Regions from separate parts of the Mus musculus genome. Here region 2 is linked to region 1. A link is a contact called in public HiChIP or PLAC-seq data. All regions are on one chromosome and are shown on one strand. The core of a region is the stretch at or near the end of the contact, and the rest is flanking DNA. Distances in the headings are between cores, read along the strand shown. Region 1 overlaps Itga6 (integrin alpha 6). Region 2 holds the start of Metap1d (methionyl aminopeptidase type 1D (mitochondrial)).

The links. HiChIP or PLAC-seq counts read pairs in DNA pulled down with a chosen protein or histone mark.
Region 2: an H3K4me3 HiChIP or PLAC-seq map of bone marrow-derived macrophages shows a contact between it and region 1, with 7 times the contacts expected there. The contact joins the promoter of Metap1d here to the enhancer-like site in region 1. A contact is called at or near these places in 4 of 39 promoter capture datasets (the 3T3-L1 cell line, embryonic stem cells, neural stem cells and 1 more), 1 of 15 datasets of contacts at CTCF or cohesin (pro-B cells), 7 of 484 Hi-C or Micro-C datasets (the G1E-ER4 cell line, bone marrow-derived macrophages, differentiating embryonic stem cells and 3 more), 7 of 115 datasets of contacts at active chromatin or transcription factors (T-cell acute lymphoblastic leukemia, astrocytes, bone marrow-derived macrophages and 4 more) and 3 of 9 other capture datasets (adipose tissue, embryonic stem cells and macrophages).

Annotation. Positions count from the first base shown.
Region 1 is chr2:71,841,715-71,845,383 of GRCm38.p6, forward strand. Itga6 (integrin alpha 6) reads left to right here. Exons shown (of 26, transcript NM_008397.4): 19 at 1-32; 20 at 1,415-1,588. Among named protein-coding and RNA genes, the nearest start is that of Pdk1, 30 kb to the right of the region's middle. Within about 2 kb of position 1,822, at least 52 of the 459 cell types and tissues checked have an H3K27ac peak or open chromatin away from gene starts, as enhancers often do. A contact at or near this core is called in T-cell acute lymphoblastic leukemia, adipose tissue and bone marrow-derived macrophages, where this site is marked.
Region 2 is chr2:71,451,300-71,454,968 of GRCm38.p6, forward strand. Metap1d (methionyl aminopeptidase type 1D (mitochondrial)) reads left to right here and starts at 2,039. Exons shown (of 10, transcript NM_025633.3): 1 at 2,039-2,099. The coding sequence starts at 2,060.

The DNA.
Region 1 (3,669 bases), core at 572-3,071:
AAGTAGGAAGTTTAATAGAGTATGAATTTAGGGTAAGGCCAGACACAATGTTTACATGTCATTTTAATCAATGATCAGTCGCAGACATCTTAAGGAACTACTCAGTTGAAAATGTTTGCCTGTTTTTTATTTTTTTAAACATGTATATATTATTATGTATATACTATTATATCTAATTACATTGTAGCTGTCTTCAGATGCACCAGAAGAGGTCATCAGATCTCATTACAGATGGTTGTGAGCCACCATGTGGTTGCTGGGATTTGAACTCAGGACCTTCGGAAGAGCAGTCAGTGCTCTTAACTGCTGAGCCATTTCTCCAGCCCCTGTTTGCCTGTTTTTAACAGTGGAAACCTTATTCTCCCAAGTACAGAATAACTTTTGGGAATTGTAATGTGCATGTAATATAGACAAGAAGTAATACTTAATTATTTTTCCCCCTCAGGGTCTGTAAAACAAAGAAAAAGGCCTAAGTAATTCGTTCTTTGTTAGAAAGTCATCTTCTGATGCCCTTGGCTGAAGGAATACTCTCGTTTACTTCCCTCTCACCAAGCCCAATTTTTTAGTGGTGAAAGTAGACTTGGTATTTGCCAGCAAAGGAGGCAGATGGGTGATAGGCTCAGAGTGGGCAACCACAGTGACTTTGGGTCCAGCTTAACAAACTGGACATGGACTGTGGTGTCTGCCTTATGCCTCGTATGGATTTGGGTCTGCATAGTGCAAATGAGTTCCTAAATGCCGGTGAGCATTGAGCTTAAAGCCTGAAATGGCAAGAGTGGCCGTGGCCCTAAGCCAGCACTCTAAAGAGGCAAGGTCTCCCCAGGAAGGCTGGCTGACCTGAGCGCTATGCAGTCAGGAAGATGGGGATCGGAACTGTGCTCAGTAGTGCAGGTAGGCCACTCTGCCCTCTCACTCTGGGCCTCTGTTGTAGAAAGCTACTCTGACCCCAGCACTGGCTCTGAGCTGTCATGCAGTTCTCCATAACCTTTCCTGTGTGGCTGATGGCAGAGGCAGCTTCATTTTCACAGTAGGGAGGTTTTCCAGAAGCAGGATATGGGTGCCTGGGCCATAGCAGAGGCTTTGCCATCTGCCAGGCAGGGTGCTCACTGAACAATCCACAAACAAGCCCGGGACTTTGCCTGTGCTGACGGGAACATGCCATAACTGCATAAGGTAGTTACTTGTGGATTGAGCAGGCAATCCTTCCTCTTTGACCATTTTCCCCTTCTATTTTTATGACAAAAATCTTCTAATTACTACTGACTATTTCGCAAGCTCTGTTCCTGATCCGTTTGTGGGATTTGTGCTTCCTTGTAGGTTTATGCTGGGAATTTAGCCTATGGGCAATAGGATGTGCTACTTAATTTTGCCATAAAAGGATGATATTATATCGATATACGTTGTTTTCCGACAGGTGATTAACTTAGGCAAGCCTCTTAAAAACCTCGGCACAGCAACCTTGAATATACAGTGGCCCAAGGAGATTAGCAATGGCAAATGGTTGCTTTATTTGATGAAAGTTGAATCCAAAGGTTTGGAGCAGATTGTTTGTGAGCCACACAATGAAATAAACTACCTGAAGCTGAAGGTATGCTGACGGTTTTCCTGCATGCCCCCTCCCCCTCCCCACATCCCCTATCCCCCCCCTCCCCCAGAGTGAGTGGGGTAGGCTCGACTCTGCTCAGGAAGCTGCACTGTGGCGTGCTGACTTTTTCTGTGGGTGTCACAGTTTCCTCATTTATGACTGAGTTAGCCAGTGGGACAGAAGCGGTTTCGCTGATGCATGACTGTTATGGAACATCCACTTGTTGGGGCGAAGGACATTTTCTAAAGTGTTATGACCCAATAAGCTGTGTAAGGAGAACATGCCCCGGGGAGGAAGCAGTGGACATAAGCTGCACAGAGCGTCAGGAAGGCACAGCCAAGGCCTTTGTACTGAGGCAGACGACCTTGAACACTTGCAATCTTATTAATAGTAAGTGTTCATCGAGTCCCTTACTGTGTCACTGCCAGGCCAAGCACTGTGTATATTCTCTTGAGAATTTTGAGATAGTTTTTACTATCTCCCCCTTCCCCACAATGAATGCCCTGAGACATTAAGTACCCTCAAAATGGCACAGCTCTTAAGAGAGAGGTGGATTCTGCATAAGCACCCACCGACTTCGAAGCCTAATCCCTCTACTGCAGCACACTTACATAACTAGCCCAGGTGAGTGAGTTCCAGTGTGGTAGATGGCTGCTCTTTTTCTTTTAAATTCTTAGGGTTTTTGCTGTTGTTTAGTTGGGGTTTTTGTTGTTGTTGTTTTGAGACAAGGTTTCTCTGGGTCGCCCTGGCTGTCCTGGAACTCACCAGGTTGGCCTCAAACTTAGAGATCCCTCTGTCTCTGTCTCCCAAGTGCTGGGATTAAAGACATGAACCACTATGCCTGGCTTGGCTGTTTATTTTTGAGGCAGGTCTTATGTAGCCCAGGCTGGCCTTGAACTTTTGGGGTAACCAGAAATGACCTTGACATCTTGATTCTCCAGCCACTACCTCCCAAGTGCTGGTATTACATCGTGTGCTGCTGCGCCCATACGTGCTAGGCTAGGCTAGGCTAGGCTAGGCTAGGCTCAAACCCAGGGCTTCATGCATTCTAGGCAAGCATCCTGCTAGTTCAGCTACATCTCCAGCCCTCTTATTTTAAATTCCAAAGTGACTGTATAGTCGCAGATTTACAGCTTGCTCCTTGACTCAGCAACACTGAAAAACATACTGGCCTGTTATTTTTATTCTTAAGTATAAGTTGACTATCCCTTTCTAAGCAATCCTAAATGCAAAAATGCTGTAAAGATTGCTCATAGGAGAGACTCACCTTGTATAAGGAAGACATAATGCTAAAAGTTCTTATCTGTCTTAGTCTTCAATGCTCCTCTCTATGTTGATCATACAAAGGGCCTTGTGCTTTCCTGTTGTTCTTCATGGCTTCTTTTCATTATTCCATATGTGCTGACTCTCTCTGATGTGGTGGACATGGGGCTGAATGCTGGGGTAGGGTAGATCTCTGGTTTCTGATCTACTGACTAACAGTTTGATGCTGTGTATTGTGGTTGAGTGGAGAGACAGGAACTGAGGAGGTGTCTTTCTTTCCCCGAGTTTCAGTATCACACTAGGAATAAACTACTTAAATAAATAGAGTCCCCACCGATGAACTTTAAAATGGCCATAATGCTTGCTGGTTTTACCTTTCCTCTGCTTTTGATGGTGGGAAGGAAGATGGGACGCTTAATGGTAGCCTTGGCAGAATTTGGACTCGGTGAGACACTGAGCACACTAGAGGGATTGTTTGGCCTCCGGCCATGCCTGTGAAGGATAATTCTGATAAGGCTTCTTGAGGTGGGAAGACCCACACTGACGATAGATGGCATCAAGCCCTGGCCTGGGATGCTGGACCCAAGAGAAGGGAGAAAGTGAGCTGAGCACAGGCAGTCATTGCTCTCTGCTTCTCGACTGTGGATGCCATGTGACCAGCTGCCTTCAGCTCCTCACCTTCCACTGCCACATGGAACCGTGAGGCAAAGAAGGCCCCTTGTCTTAGTTAGGGTTTTACTGCTGTGGACAAACACCATGACCAAGGCAAGTCTTACAAAGGACAACATTTCATTGGGGCTGGCTTACAGGTTCAGAGGTTC
Region 2 (3,669 bases), core at 789-3,288, 390 kb before region 1:
AAACTTCTTTTTGAAGTAGATGGAGATTAATATAAAGACTGACAACTGGCCAATGTGCAAGATTAATAGACTGTGCTCATCCCTAAATGGGAGATATATCTCTATCTAGATCAATATCTATCTCTTTATCTATCTCTATCTATACCCTCTCTCTGTCTCTCTGTCTGTCTGTCTGTCTGTCTCTCTCTCTCTCTCTCTCTCTCTCTCACACACACACACACACACACACACACACATACACACACACACACAAACACACACACACATACACACATACACACACACACACACACACACACACATACACACATACACACACACACACACACACACACACACACACACATTCCCTAACTCCAAGGTTCAGGGGATGATCTCCTAAGAGGGGAGCTATGAAAAGATTCTAAGGGCCAGAGGTACAGGGTGACCTCTGTGGAAGTGTTTTCTGGATGAAACAGGACCAAGGCACACATGGATTCATAATGGCTGTCACTACACGCACAAGACCTAGCTAGCCGAGATCTCAACATAGATTGGGACAAGGACACAAAGTCCCATTCATAGCTGACAATTGACAGAGCTACTGAGGGGATGAGGGTGGTCAGTTTTCTCCAGGGTTTCTGCCCCTGAAAGGATCCCCGTGCTCCAGTAGATGGCCCTACATTCATGTGCATACTGGCAGTAGATGGACTCAGTGTGTTAAAATAAAAGCACATGAAGTTGAAAGGGAAATGTGGTGGAAGGGATGAGCAGGAGTTGGAGGAGAAGGATGGGGGCGCGTGGTGGTGCTGGGAGTGTATTAGACAAAAACACATTCTATGTGTGTATGATATTCTCAAACAAAAAGAATACCCTTGGATTAAGTGTTCTCCGATTTGAGGTTTGTGATGAGTTGAACTCTGCCTCCTGAGGTTAAAGGTGTGCCAGTTGAGCATGTGGACTCTTTTATTTTTTATTTTATATATGTAGTACAGTGTAGCTATCTTCAGACACACAAGAGGAGGGCATCAGGTTCTATTAAAGATGGTTGTGAGCCACCATGTGGTTGCTGGGAATTGAACTCAGGAAGAGTCCTAAGTGTTCTTAACCGCCGAGCCATCTCTCCAGCCCGCATGTGGATTCTTTAAAATCAATGAGAAGACATCCACATATTCACAAGGAATCCTTATCGATCTCGACTGCATTCAAAGTCCAGAAACTGCTACACTACAGTTTGGGTTCTTTCACCATACACATCTTGGGGTATCATGGTCTGTGTTGAGCACAGGAAGCTACCAAGATGGATAACACCTGGTCCATGAGCGTCTGGACTCCACCGCAAAACAAGGGCAAGAGGCACAGAACCTGGTGAAATCGGGCAACAGTATCATCGAAGGTACAGCGGCTGCCTCACTTGCCTTGACATAGGGGCTATGCAAGCTGACATGCGTCATTCTTTAAATATCTAATTTAGGGATAACAGCAGTTAATACTGCCAAGCAGGAAGTGTCATCAGGGAAGGAGAAATCCTGTGAAGATACCCACAGGGCCACATAGGTGTCCCAACTATTCTATTCTGGAGTCTCTGCTGAGTAATTAATATTCTAACATTGCAAAGGGAAGCTGATCAAACTGATCCAACTTTTTCAACTAGTTGCCTGGAAATGATTTGTAACCGAATGAAAGGCGATGAAAGTGCTTTGTTGCACACTAAATTGTGTTTGTTTGTTTGTTTTTTTTTTCCTCTCGCCCAACTTCACGTATCCATGCACCAAAATGGTGATTCTATAAATACTGGAGGCTACACTTACATGACGACTTTCTTCCATCCCTGATGGGTCTGGAAGCTCAGAGAGAGAACTGCGGCCGGAGCCAGCCTCTCCTGGTGGAAGCGAGCTGGCCGCAGACGGAGCTGCTGGCCTCGACACCAGAGGCACTCGCTAGCCCGGGCTCCTGCAAGCCAGCTCACGCGCGCGCGCGCACTCGCCTCCCACTGCTTCAGCGCTTCTGGGCTTTGAGAGCGCGGCTACTCCAGTGGGCGGAGCTGCGAGGCTCTCTTGGCCACGTGACCGGAGCCAACATGGCGGCGCCCATCGGCGTCCCCCTGCTCGTCCGTGGAGGTAAGCGATCGGCATACGACCGCTCCAGGGCTACGCGCCCAGAGACACGTCCGCGCGTGGGCTTGGTACGCACGTGCGTACTTTCAGTCGGACCCGCGTATACCATACACGTTGGCACGCTGCAGAAACAGACACACGTTTGTCCTCTTCTTACCATGTTGCTTGAGTGCTTAGTTCTTGAGATTTGTGGGTCGTTACCTGAAGTTTTCTTCCCTCTCTTTACTTGTGTGGTTAGTGTTGCAGACGTATCTACCAGCGACGACGGTGAAATGCGCCGGAACACTCGGTTTAGAGCTGTTGGATTGGCATGCCTTTTTGAGAAACTTGTAAAAGGTGATGACAGTCATGATGACTTAGGAGAGCTAACGATGTCAGGGGCATTCCAAACAGATGCGTTTCCGGCGAATCGTTGTTGAATTAGTACTAGGTTCGGATTCTTTGCTAGCAAGAACTCAAAAATAGGTTCAAGAAGGACGAAAAAAAAAAAAAGGAACACCAACGACTTTAGATACAATTTAAGTGCCAGGCACATAGGAACGGTTTTAGGAGGTAAATATTTTCAGAGCAATACTCAGCACGTATTATATACCTTCCGAGCCATCTCACCAGTCCAGCTTAACTTAATACAATCCCCTTTTGTGAAGTCAGATACCAACTTATTTGTGTGTATCTAAGGGTGTGTAAAAAAGTTTGACGTTGACATGGAATGGTGTCCACAAAAATATATTATTTGGAATATTTGGAAAAAGCAAGTTGTAGGACATTAAAATTACATATATTTGTTTGTCTGGTGTATGCTCAAACAGGTGCCAAGGTGTGCATACAAAGGTCACAGGGTCATAGGAGAACTTGTGGGAGTTCTCCCATTATCTGTTTTTCAGACCATGAGGCTTGGTTCAGGCTTTACCCACTGAACCATCTCACCAGCCCAGTTTAGCTCAATACAGCCCCCCCTTTGTGAAATCAGATACTCATATATTTGTGTAGTTATATTTGTGTGTATATGTGTATCTAATATAATACATACAGAGAATGACATACACGATTCACGGCTTTGTGAAATAAAATATTCAGTTTTTATGAAATGCCCATATTTTCCAAAGCACTCAAAATATAGTGCTACATATCTTAGAGGTTTTTGGCAAAGATGACTCTGGTCATTCTGTGTGTACCCAGAACTTCTCATCACTTGAATGATCTTGTACATTTAATACAACTTGTTCATGTGAAGATTAGATTTTCTTTTTTTAGCCTTTGAAATGTTCTTCATAGGAGAAATTTCAAACACACAACAGAGCGGCAAACTCTGCATACACATTGTCTGCTCACAAATCATGTGTGTAGAGACACTCACTTCTCCACCCCAGCCACAGTGCCTCCCACGATGGTATTATTTTAAAGGATGTCCTAGGTATATCACTTTATTTGTAGATTCTTTTGCCTATGTATCTCTGAAAACTGTGCCTAGGGAGTATAGCTCAGTGGTTAGCACCCATAAGCCTTGGTTTGGGGTTCCCCTGCTCCATAAGAGGAGAAAGAAAGAAAAAAAGGAAGGAAGGAAGGAACAAAG